2 separate regions of the Macaca mulatta genome follow, and region 1 is linked to region 2. A link is a contact called in public Hi-C data. All regions are on one chromosome and are shown on one strand. The core of a region is the stretch at or near the end of the contact, and the rest is flanking DNA. Distances in the headings are between cores, read along the strand shown.

Evidence for each region. Hi-C and Micro-C count contacts between places; a contact is called where the count stands out from the background.
Region 1: a Hi-C map of fetal cortical plate shows a contact between it and region 2, with 2.0 times the contacts expected there. The contact joins the promoter of CXCR4 here to the promoter of DARS1 in region 2. A contact is called at or near these places in 3 of 14 Hi-C or Micro-C datasets (blood, fetal cortex germinal zone and fetal cortical plate).

Annotation. Positions count from the first base shown.
Region 1 is chr12:27,748,333-27,754,828 of T2T-MMU8v2.0, reverse strand. CXCR4 (C-X-C motif chemokine receptor 4) reads left to right here and starts at 4,996. Exons shown (of 2, transcript NM_001042645.1): 1 at 4,996-5,038. The coding sequence starts at 5,024.
Region 2 is chr12:27,604,477-27,610,207 of T2T-MMU8v2.0, reverse strand. DARS1 (aspartyl-tRNA synthetase 1) reads left to right here and starts at 4,028. Exons shown (of 16, transcript XM_015110010.3): 1 at 4,028-4,252. The coding sequence starts at 4,187.

The DNA.
Region 1 (6,496 bases), core at 3,747-6,246, 140 kb before region 2:
TGCTAGTATAATATTCTTGGAAGAATGACCTCAGAAAGATCTCAAAGCCCATCTGAATGGGCGATCAGATCACCACATTTCTGGGAGCACCAAGGCTCTGCTATAGGATGCCCAGTTCTCTTTATAAAACTTGACAGTCCACAGGGCTCTAGGCGCTTCCTCTTTTTATACAGCAGTCTGAGGTCACCACCAATAAATTACCGGTTTAAGGGAAACAATGACAAGCCTTTTCCCTGGAGGACAGGGTTCACTCACTCGATGATTTCCTAAAGTAGTGCCCTCCTTCCCAGTTTGACACCATAATTTTTGAGGCAACAGCACTGAGTCTGTTTGTTACTGTTCTTTACACCCATAAAGCCACACAAGCACCTGCCACAGGAGCACAGCAAACTTTGTGAACAATCATCCTCCTGGCGGTGGAACTAGTGGAGTAATGATCATTGTACTGTTAATTAAGTGGCTGTTTTGTTTAAATGACTTACCAGGATGGCTCTAAATTGCCTACCTTTGTGTACTAGTCTAGTTTATTCTCTTTGTGTAGGAAATTTGTTGACCAGTCTTGACTGTTATAAAGCGCTGACGGAAATCACTAATCATCCCGTTTTAGTGAAGGCCGACCTTTTCAACATTCAAGATATAACTTAAATCTAGAGTAAAAATGGCTCTCCCCCAAAAAGCAGTAATAATTCCCTAAATTGGCAAAGAGCTGTAGGATGGAAGGTTTGGGTTTGCTTTCAAAGTCACTTTTCATCTGTAGGTGTTGGGGACACAAGGATTTAGGGAAGGAGGAGAGGACAGGGTGTAGTTAGGCAAGGGGCAATTTCTTCCACCTAACACCAGCTTGGAAATAGTTGACATTTGATACCATTGTCTCTTTGAGATTTGTAACCCTGTGTTAGAATTACACGCTCATTGAGAAATAGTCTCCGTTTTTTTGTTTATTTGTTTTTTAATCACTTGGGAAAACATTAACTTTCTCTAAGTATCCCTTACTACTATCAAGGAACTTTGTACTTTTTTCCTCTTTCAGAAACAAAAGTGATCAATTTTTTTTTTTTAAGAGACAGGAGAGGGGCTGGCAAAGGAACTGGAAGACTCTGTGTATTCTGAAGGCCTTTAATGCCTGCTGCCATCCACCTCCTCCTGGCACCTCCTCCTTTCTCTAGCCTCCTGCCATCCACCACTGGGAAAGGTCTGTTCCTAAGCTTTCTGCCTAGCTAAAATGGAGCCAATTTAGGGACAGAGTACAGCTTTTCATTACACACACACAGATACACACACACTAACACACAAATCAACCAGCTGCAGAGCGAGCAACAGGAGGTGGCAGGATGCTTGCCACTGTGTCATTGGATTTGTAAGCATCCCCTCCAAACTGTGGCCAAGGCTAGTTATTCCCTGGGCTAAAGCCAACCTGAGAAGTTGGGGACCCTGCCAAATCCCTGACAGCCCCTAAACCTGACTCTGTTGCCAGAGCCACACAGGAAAGTCATTCATTCTTTAAAGAAAGGTTCAGTAAAAGATTAAGGAGCCCAGTATTTGCTCAGCAGTGGGCTAGCTGGATAGAGGATATCTGGGCATTCACTTTAAGGAACCTAAAATATTGGGGGGATAGGAGTATGACATACACTCACTTAAAAGTTGAGTAACATCACAAGGGATGCCACTCAAAGCAGTATGACCTGGGCTTCAGAGCCAGACAGACTGGGTGCAGATCCTCATTCCGGGGTCACAGGCCAGTTCCTCATCTCTCCAGACCCTAATTTCTTTACCAGGTAATAAAGGTAATGGCACCTGCCTTGTAGAGTTATTGAGGGGATTATATGAGGTCAGTTACACATAACAAGTGCTCAATAAATGTTTGAATTTTGTTTGTTTTTTAAAGAACATCATAGAATAGTTGAGAATTAGGTTTAGGTAGCCCAGTGGCAAAAGAAGTTTAAGATTAGCCCATTGGAAAACAAGCCTTCCTTGAAAAGAGGAAAGAATTATTGTGAAAAAAAGTCTCACATCTAGTAGATACTTTAGAAGTGGAAACATACGTAAAGGGAGGCCTTCTTATCCCTCTTGGTCATAAAATTTGTTGGCTTTTTTATGAATATGAAAATGATTATTGTCTATTACAGAAAATCTGGAAAGCATAGAAAAACCCCAGGAAGAAAGCAAAAATCAAATATAATTCTGCACCAAGGAAAACTCCTACAAACATTTTGGTTTTCCTTCCCATATTTTCCAAATGCATATTTTAACATAACTGAGATCACACTACATACACAATTCTGAATCCTGCTTTTTGCCCTTAATGTTTCAGAAATATTTTCCCATGTCACTAAAAATTCTTCACAAATAACATTCGCAATGTCCACATGGAATTTCAGATGTGGATGAACCAAAATCTTGTCATCTATTCCACTAACAGTGGTTATTTAGGGATGTTCAGACATTTCACTATTTTTTAAAAAAATGCTTCCACAAATACCTTTGTGGCATAAGTTTCTATGAGTGGAATTACTGTTCTAAAGTTTCTGCTGAATACAAAATGCTTTCCAGTGAGGCTGTCCCAAGCCACATTCCCACCAGTGACAAGAGAGAGACAGCTGGTCTTTTCAAATACGGAGACCAAATATTATCTTTGAAAAAAAAATGGATTTTTGCCTAATTTGGTAGTCACCAAATAGCATCTCATTGTTCTTTTAATTATCTGCTTCCTTTTAGTAGAGATCCCTAAAAAGATCTGAAAGGAGTCTTCAGATAAAGGAAGGAGCTTTCTTTTGTCTGCCAACAATCAACAAAAATATTTATTATGCAAACCATTTTGCTCCGAGTTTTATCCACTTTCCGTTTTTGGACAGATTTGGGAGATTTAACCTTTCAGGTTTTAGATATCGTGCAGGGAGGAGTTTTGAGGTACGGTGCAGCTTACGGTCCAGGATAAAACACACCGATTCTGCCACTACCAGGCTTTGTGAAAAGCAAGTCATGAAAATGTTCTGAAATTCCAGACCTTCAGTAGGTAGGATCTACCGTGTCTATGAAAATATGAAGATCCTGAAGTTTTATTAAAGATTTGAAAAAAGTAAAAGTGTTTTTATGGTTTTATTTTCATTTTTATTTCTTACCGTTATCGTTTATTGTAAAGGATATTATAAAGGATACAGATGAAGAGAGAGATACATAATGTAAGGCCTGTGAGAAGGGGCGTGGAGCTTCCGAAACCTCTTCCAGCCACCACCCTCCAAGAACCTGGAGTTTCTTTTTTTTTTTTTTAATTCCACAAATGTAATATTAGAATTGATTTTATCTGGTCATTAGTGTGTGTCCTAACTTGTTCGTTTCTGAGAGTTCCATCTCCCAGCCCGGATATCATCTTTCCTGTATCGGTGAAAGTGCAGAGTAGATGAGAACCTTCAACCCCCAACATTAGGGAGGGGTCCCAGACAAAGGGGGAAAGTCATGCTCTCTAGAGAAAAGGTTCCCTGCCTCCGAACTACCTCTGGAACACTCCAGACTGAAATGTTTCCTCTTTTGATCAGAAAAAAGGGGTCGTGCGTAGGGTGCAGTCTGGGCAATTCCTCTCCTAGGGACCGTTTCGGGGTGGGGGCCTTTGAGATCCGTGTCGCGGCGCAGGCACCTCGGTCCCAGCTCTCTCCGCAGCGGCCACTCTGCCTGCGGGCGCAGTTTCTCTGCCCTGCGCCACACTCGCTCCCCGGCCCCACCCAGTCTCCGCGGCAGCGGGAAGTGGCGCGAGGTGGAAAGCACTGTCTGCGCGCCCACTGCAAACCTCAGCCAGTCTGGGATCGCTTTAAACGCTGACCCCCACCCCCACTCCGCCCCGCCCAGTTCTTCAACCTAATTTCTGATTCGTGCCAAAGCTAGTCCTCCGCTCAAAATCGTGGAAGACGCCGAGTATGGGGACCGAAGACCTGGGTTCAAGCCGGGCTTGGCATCCCTGCACATCCCTGGCGTTTCATCTCTCCGGGCTTATTTGCTGGTTCCTCCGCATGCGGGCCTTGTCTGGTTCACGCTGGATCCCCAACGCCTAGAACAGTGCGTGGCACGCAGTTCGTCCTTCTATAAATATCTGACTAAACGCATCTCTGTGATGGCAATACCCACACGGTATTGTGAGAATGAATGAGTGATTCTGTGCAAGATCCTCGTGATCTGTTACAAAAAGTACTGGTCGCTAAATTACTCTTATAATAAAGCATAGTTATAGAATAATAAAGCACTATTCACGAATTGGTTACCACTATTATGAAATTACTGAGCAATGCACAGCTACGTCTGATCACAGTCTCCAGAATTATGCCAAATCCTACCTTCTTCTGAAAGTATCTCCTAATTATCTGCACCTGACCCTTGTGATGCTGTGAATGTGCACCTATAGTTACATCCTCCGAAAGAAGGATCTTTACTCCTTTTTTCTTCTGAATAGGCTGCGTGTGCTGAAAGCGCGGGGAATGGCGTCGGAAGCTTGGCCCTACTTCCAACATTGCCGCCTACTGGTTGGGTTACTCCGGCAAGTCACTTCCCCTCCCTGGACCTCAGTGTCTCTACTGTAGCATTCCCCAGTCTGGAATTCCATCCACTTTAGCAAGGATGGACGCGCCACAGAGAGACGCGTCCCTAGCCCGCGCTTCCCACCTGTCTTGAGGCGCATCCCGCTTTTCTCAAACTTAGCAAACGCCTCTGGGAGGTCCTGTCCCGCTCCAGACTCACTACCGACCACCCGCGAACAGCAGGGTCCCCTGGGCTTCCCAAGCCGCGAACCCCTCCGCCCCGCCCGTGCGCCCTCCTTCCTAGCGTCTGGCGCCCTCTTTCCTCGCGTCGGCCGCTCTCCCCTACCCCGCCTTCTCCCTCCGCGCCCCAGCGGCGCATGCGCGGCGCTCGGAGCGTGTTTTTATAAAAGTCTGGCCGCGGCCAGAAACTTCAGTTTGTTGGCTGCGGCAGCAGGTAGCAAAGTGACCCCAAGGGCCTGAGTGCTCCAGTAGCCACCGCGTCTGGAGAACGAGCGGTTACCATGGAGGGGATCAGTGTAAGTCCAGTTTCAACCTGCTTTGTCATAAATGTACAAACGTTTGAACTTAGAGCGCAGCCCCTCTCCGAGCGGGCAGAAGCGGCCGGGACATTGGAGCTCCAAAAAAGGGTCACGGAAAGGAGTTTTCTTGACCATGGCTATGTGGTGCGCGGGGGTGGGGGGGAGCAGGATTGGAATCTTTTTCTCTGTGAGTCGAGGAGAAACGACTGGAAAGAGCGTTCCAGTGGCTGCATGTGTCACCCCCTTGAGTCCCGCGGCGCGCGGCGGCTTGCATGCTGTTTGCAAACATAAGAACATTCTGTGCACAAGTGCAGAAAAGGCGTGCGCGCTACCTCGGGACTCAGACCACCGGTCTCTTCCTTGGGGAAGCGGGGATTTCTTGGAGCGAGTTACATTTTCTGAATTTAGAGGCAGAGGGCAGCGTGCCTGGGCGGAGTTCCCAGAAGGACATTGCGCCCGCTTTAACTTCGGGGATAAGCGCCTGGTGACTGTTCTTGACGCTGGGTGCGTGTTTGTGAAACTCTGCGCGGCCCACGGAGCTGTGCCAGTGTCCCGGCACAGTAGGCGGAGGGCGGGAAAGGCGGGTGGACCCACCGCGCGGATCCTCTGAGGGGATCGAGTGGTGGCAGCAGCTAGGAGTTGATCGGCCCGCGCGCTTTGGGTTTGAGGGGGGAACCTTTCCGCCGGCCAAAGCGCGCTTCTTCCCCACGGCCGCGCATGTGTCCGGCAGTTCGAGAGTTTGGGATCGTGCAGAGGTCAGAGGAGTGGTTTGACCTCCCCTTTGACACCGCGCAGCTGCCAGCCCCGAGACACGCGCTCCGGGTACAGGAGCGGGTATGGGGGTGGGGGGGCGGGGGAGGTTAGGACCGCACCTGGGCTGCCCGGTCGCCGCCGCGAAGACGGGCAGGTGCAAGTGGGGAAACCGTTTGGCTCTCTCCGAGTCCAGTTGCGATGTTTAACTGTCGGTGATTTCCAGAAGCCTTTTGAAACCCTCTTGCTAGGGAGTTTTTGGTTTCCTGCAGCGGCGCGCAATTCAAAGACGCTCGCGGCGGAGCCGCCCAGTCTCTCCCCAGCACCCTGTGGGACAGAGCCTGGCGTGTCGCCCAGCGGAGCCCCTGCAGCGCTGCTTGCGGCCGGTCGGTGTGGGCGTGGTGGGCAGCCGCGGCGGACCGGGGCTGGACAACCCGGCTCCCCGCGTGCCCACTGCCTGGAGGCTTCCAGCTGCCCGCCTCCGGCCGGGTTAACTGGATCAGTGGCGGGGTAATGGGAGGCCACCCGGGAGAGTGAGGAAATGAAACTTGGGGCGAGGACTACGGGTGCAGACCCCGTTACCTTCTCCACCCAGGAAAATGCCGTGTTCCCTAACGTCCCAAACGCACCAAGTGATAAACACGAGGATGGCAAAAGAGACCCACGCCCCGGAGGAGCGGCCGCTTGGGGGAGGAGGTGCCGTTT
Region 2 (5,731 bases), core at 2,779-5,278:
GTCTCCACTTTTAACATAAGCAGACAATCAAGGATTCACCGAACACCTGAGGTAGGTCTCTAACATGAAAGACAGAGGCCAAAAATAAACAAATAGAAAAGCAACTTGTAAGAAAGGGGTTATGTAGAGAGAACACTTTTAAAAATTCCCCCCAAAAATCACTTTATTAATATGCTCAGTAAGATGAGAAGATATTATATGCATTTTAAAAGATCAGGATTCTATTACAGGACCATTCGAAGAACAAAAAGAGTGCTTTAGGAAGTTATTAAATGATGGCAATAATGAGAAAACCGCAATTGAAAGACTATACGATAAAGTTGGAAAAAATCTCCCACAAGCCTATCAAAATGCAGTAAGATGGAAAATTTGAGAGAAATGATAAGGAAATTAGACCAGCTCAGAAAGTCCAATACTTAATAAGAATTCAGGAAACAGAGAAGAGAAGAAATGGAAGGTGGAGAATCATCAAAGACATTTTTCAAGAAAATGCCCTCGAACTAATGAGCTTCCAGATGGAATGGCCCAATGTCCAACACAATGATGAATTTAAACCCACAGGCTGATAAATATTATGAAATTCCTCAGCATTAGGAACAAAGAAGGACCCATGTAGTCTACTTAGCAAATGTCCTGTGAGCTTCTTTCTTTTCCAGGGGGAAAAGAACCACATACAAAGGACCAAGAATCACAGTGGTGGCCGGACACTATGGCTCACACCTGTAATCCCAGCATTTTGAGAAGCCTAGGCGATGGATCGCTTGAGGCCCAGAGTTCGAGATCAGCCTGGGCAACATGGGGAAACCCCATCTCTACCAAAAAACAAAAAAACAAAAAAATTACCTAGTCTCATAAACCAGTCTCAAAAAAAATAAAGAAATAGAAGAACCATGGCGCTTCAACCCTCTTAACAGCAACACCTAGAATGAAATGGGTCCATGGGTCCATGAACCTACCCAAAAGTCATTTTCCTGCTCCCTAAATGTATAGTTTAGGATGGATATTATATTGGAAATTGGCAGAGTCCCACGCTGACTGCTGTCAAGACAGGAGCACACAGGACAAGCAAGGGAAGGTCAACGCCTGAATGATTCCATCAGTAAAGCTGTTAACAAGCTGCTTTTAGATTTAGATCGTTTATTATTTATATAGACAGTGAAAACAAGAATAAGCCTACAGCCTTGACAACATGGTGAATCCCCATCTCTACAAAAAATACAAAAATTAGCTGAGCATGGTGGTGCACACCTGTAGTCCCAGCTACTCCAAAGGCTGAGGTGGGAGGACCCCTTGAGCCCGGGAGGTTGGGGCTGCAATGAGCCTTGTTCCCACCGCTGCACTCCAACCTGGGCAATGGAGAGGGACCCTGATTCAAAAAAAAAAAAAAAAAAAGGCCAGGTGCATTGGTTCACGACTGTAATCCCAGCACTTTGAGAAACTGAGGCAGATGGATCACCTGAGGTCAGGAGTTTGAGACCACCCAGGCCAACATGGCGAAACCATGTCTACTAAAAATACAAAAATTAGCCGGGCATGGTGGAAGGCACCTGTAATCCCAGCTACTCGGGAGGCTGAGGCAGGAGAATCACTTGAACTCGGGAGGTAGAGGTTGCAGTGAGCCAAGATCATGCCACTTCACACCAGCCTGGGAGACAAAGGGAGACTCTGTCTCAAAAAAAATTAATTAATTAATTAATTTTTGAAAAAAGAGAAGAAGAATAAGCCAAAGGTGCCAGCTCTCTGTGATTCTTGTCCCGTTAAGGACATCACTGAAACAAAAATCACCAGATGACTGCAACATGAGTAGTGGGACACTCTGTTGCTGAAGAGCCACTTCTAGACTCCAGTTAAGCAGTAAGATATTATACACATTTTTGTATTCTGCATTTCCCTTGAGGGAAGGGGGCAAGAAGTCCCACACCTCATCAGAATCTAGGAGGTAATAAGAAACCATCCCATGACAGGCTCTCAGGCAGACAGGGAAGTGAGTAGGAGACGGCCTTCCATCCTCTCATATTCCAGCAGCATCACAAGGTGTTTTTCTAAGATTCAGGTTAGCTGCGGTTCAAGCCCTCGCCTACATGGCTTATGTGGATCCTGCAAAGCAGCCAGAGCACCACGGCCGAGCTGTTCCCCTATTCCTTGGTCTGTGGAATAGGCTACCATACTGGATAAAGCTAAGAGAAAATCTCTAAGTCACTTTCCCAGCCCCCAACTAGGATAGTAAATCATAAACAATAACACGTCCCCAAGAGGAATACTGCAGATCAGTGCAACCCTTACAGACCTGATGGTTGGTAATCTCCATCACATTTCTATTGCCACCGGTGTGGCTCCAGCAAAATCCAGACAAATTCAGGAAATTGACAGTAGACTACTGCAAGTTCAACCAAGTCATAGCCTCAGTTGCAGCTGTGGTGTCTTTACTACAGCAGATTCTTAAGACCTCAGGCACGTGACATGTGGCCATTGATCTGGCAAATGCTTCTTTTCTATCACTATCAGGAAAGGGGGCCAGAAACAAGTATATTTACAGTCTTACTCCAGGACTAAATGAGAATACTCTTATCAAGGCAACGAGGCCAAAGAAAGAAAGAAGTACATGGACAGGCCTCATGGACAGATGAAAAGGTAAGATCACTACCCTAGTGAAGGGAAAACAGATGGGATTTGTATCCAGATTTCTGATAACCAGTCCATACATTAGGACTATACCTGATTGAAGCAACCCAAGCTTTAAAAAAAAATTCCAAGATGAAGCAACTTCACAGACCCCCTTCTGTATTCGAATCCGATGAATATAATAGAATGCCTTTTTTAACGGAATGTGATACTGATCATGAATATTCAGTGTTGCTCCCCAAGGAATGAGTAAATTCTCCTGCCCCCATGAACTCAGGAATGACTATGTAACTTGTTTTGGTCAATAAACTAGGAGCAGAATGTGAAATGTATCACTTCCGGGCAGGCACTTTAATAGCTAAACTCTTCCTGACTCTGTAATCATTGAAGCATCTATCAAGATGGCACATCTACCAGCTTAGGTACCTGTGTAATATTAAGAACAGGAATTAGGACTTATCTTTTTATTGCCAGCACCTGCTAAAATGCCTGACACAAAGTAGATTTTGTAAATAATCTTTGATCAATTAAATAGGGAGTAAAATTTCATATCACCTGCAATTAGACGGTAAGCTACAGGCGGGCAGGGAGCATGGCTGTCTTCTCACTACTGCATGAGGGAGCCTCCAGAGACTTTTCACTTGCGCTGGAATCTACGTGCACGCCTTAACACTTTGTGCCAGAAGAAGACACTACAAAGTCAGTTGAAACGACGGAGTGCAAAGTCTGGCAGGGGAAACAGTATTAAACCAAATCTCCAAATTATTTTCAATTTCGATTCAAAACTTACAAATGATAGTTTTTTTAAAAAGCCTAACTTGGGAATATTCACCCATTGGGCAACCAACACTATGCACTGTCCCTAACACTGCAACAGATCCAGGCAATCAGTGCCATTGTGTGGTTTCTTGTCGTTGTCACTGTATTTACACCTCACTTATACAGGGACTGGTACCCCCATGCCGCCTTGGCAAGCCAACTGCACTCCTTTGTCCCAACACGCAGTGCAATGGATTGCGAAGAGGTCTCCTCCAACCCCAAGCAGCTACGTCGCCCCGGGGAAGAGAGAAGGCGGGAAAGTCCAAGAGAGGAGAAACCGAGGCCCGCGCTTATGTGGGTGTTTTAGTGACCAGTCTGCGGTTACAGCCGAGCAAAGTTTAACGGGCTGTTAGGAGAATGGGCAGAAGTCGCAGCTGGGACGAAACTGAAGAGAGCTGGCATTCGCCCGGGCCTACAGCCAGCCACCTGGTAACCCCAGACCCCGCCCCCAGAGCCAATCCAGCGAAAACTACCGGGAATTCCCTCCAACTCCAGGAAAACTCCCGGAGGGGCGGGGCAAGAGTGGGAGGAGACCCCGCGCGCGGCCGCCGGCGCTTCGGGATCTCGAGATAGCCGCAGCTCTCGCGATCTTTCCGGAGCCGCCCCTCCACGCGGAGTCCAGGAGCTTGTGCTGAGACCCGAGGGTCGGGAGGGCGGAGACTGGGAGGGAGGGAGAAGCCACTTTGGCCTGCCGTACGGAAGCCTACGAGGGAGGGTGGTGTCCACTGCCCAGTTCTGTGTCCCGATGCCCAGCGCCAGCGCCAGCCGCAAGAGTCAGGAGAAGCCGCGGGAGATCATGGACGCGGCGGAAGTGGGTTTCCTCCTTTCCCTGGGCCTGGGAGGACAGACCCCTGGGCCGGACCGCGTCGAGGGAGGGAGGAGGGGGAGCGGGACCCTCGGGGTCCTTATCAGCACTTTCTCCGCAGGCTGCGAGCATGGGGTCCGGGCGCCTAGAGCCCTTACCCCAGCAGTGGGACCAGACCCTCTCCGGACCGCGTTTCTCGCGGGGTCACCTGGGAGTTTGGCCTACTAGAAGCGTGTCCCCCGGGTGGGGAGGACGGGAAGAACCAGCCGCCCCGGAAGTAGGAGCGCGGCGTCACACTTGAGCCTCTCTGGGTTAGGCACGTCCTGCACGTAATGCACAATCCGTCGGAAAATTTTAATAAGCACTAGTAATCGATATGTACTCAGCCCTCGTGTTCCTGATGCTTTAGCAAGTAATGACAGTACTTAGCAAAACCATCTGCCAATATGTTTAATGACCATTTCCCATGTGACAGCTTTAAAGAGCACATGTCATTTTTATTTACTTTCTCCCTCTCAGTGACCCGGTAAGGTAAGTAACAGGAGTTACTGAGAATGCGTTTGAGGTGAAGTGACCCCAAATCACGTGGATAATTCATAACACCCAGTGATCCTTTGGTGCTTTTCAGAAATCAAAGTTTGAAACCATCCGACAAGTTATGTGTGCTGTAGTACTGTTAAGCCTTAATTTCCGCCTGGCTCCCTAATTTTTCTATAAGGAGTTCTGAATTTGTGGTAAGCAACATGAGAAATAGGTCATCTTAGAATACTAAATGAGGAAGAGTCACTGAAATATTAATAGTACTCCTTAGAATGAATGCAACTTTTATGTCTTCAAACAGTTTAATCTTATGTTGCCCTCAGGCTTCATTGTGTGACTGTATCTCTCTCCTCTTTCCAGGGTTATCTTTTTCTTTAAATTGTTCAGAAAGCACCTTAAACATATCTGGTTTTATTTTGGTGTAAACACAAAATCCAGCATCCTCCTGATCTAAAGGAGAGGATTCCAACAGGTAGCTGTAAAGTGACAGAAACTTAATTGTTTCATACAGATATTAAGTTACCTTGTAAAAATCTAGGGCAATTATTTTTGTGTATTCTTAATCTGGTTAATTACATAAACTATCAGTGTACCCTTACAGATAGTATAGGTCTAGATACAAGGTAGACATTGTGGCAGAGTTATGCCATTTTATAGCTAGAAGAATCTTAGATCATTTTAGAGGTAAAGTAAGATTGAAATAAAGGCCACTTATCTATTTAATAAGTATATTTTGTTAACAGATTGGACCCTAGGTCTCCTGTTTCCTGTTCCTAACTCTAATCTGTAACAAGAAATTGGATATATTGTCAGTGTCAAACCCCTGTAACCTGGTATCCTGAAGCTGGTTTTTAGAAACAGGAAACTAGTGAATTTTTTGATGATGTTTTACAAAAGGAAAAGTTGTAGTTAGCTTATACTGAGCATCTCCAGTTTCTAAAAACT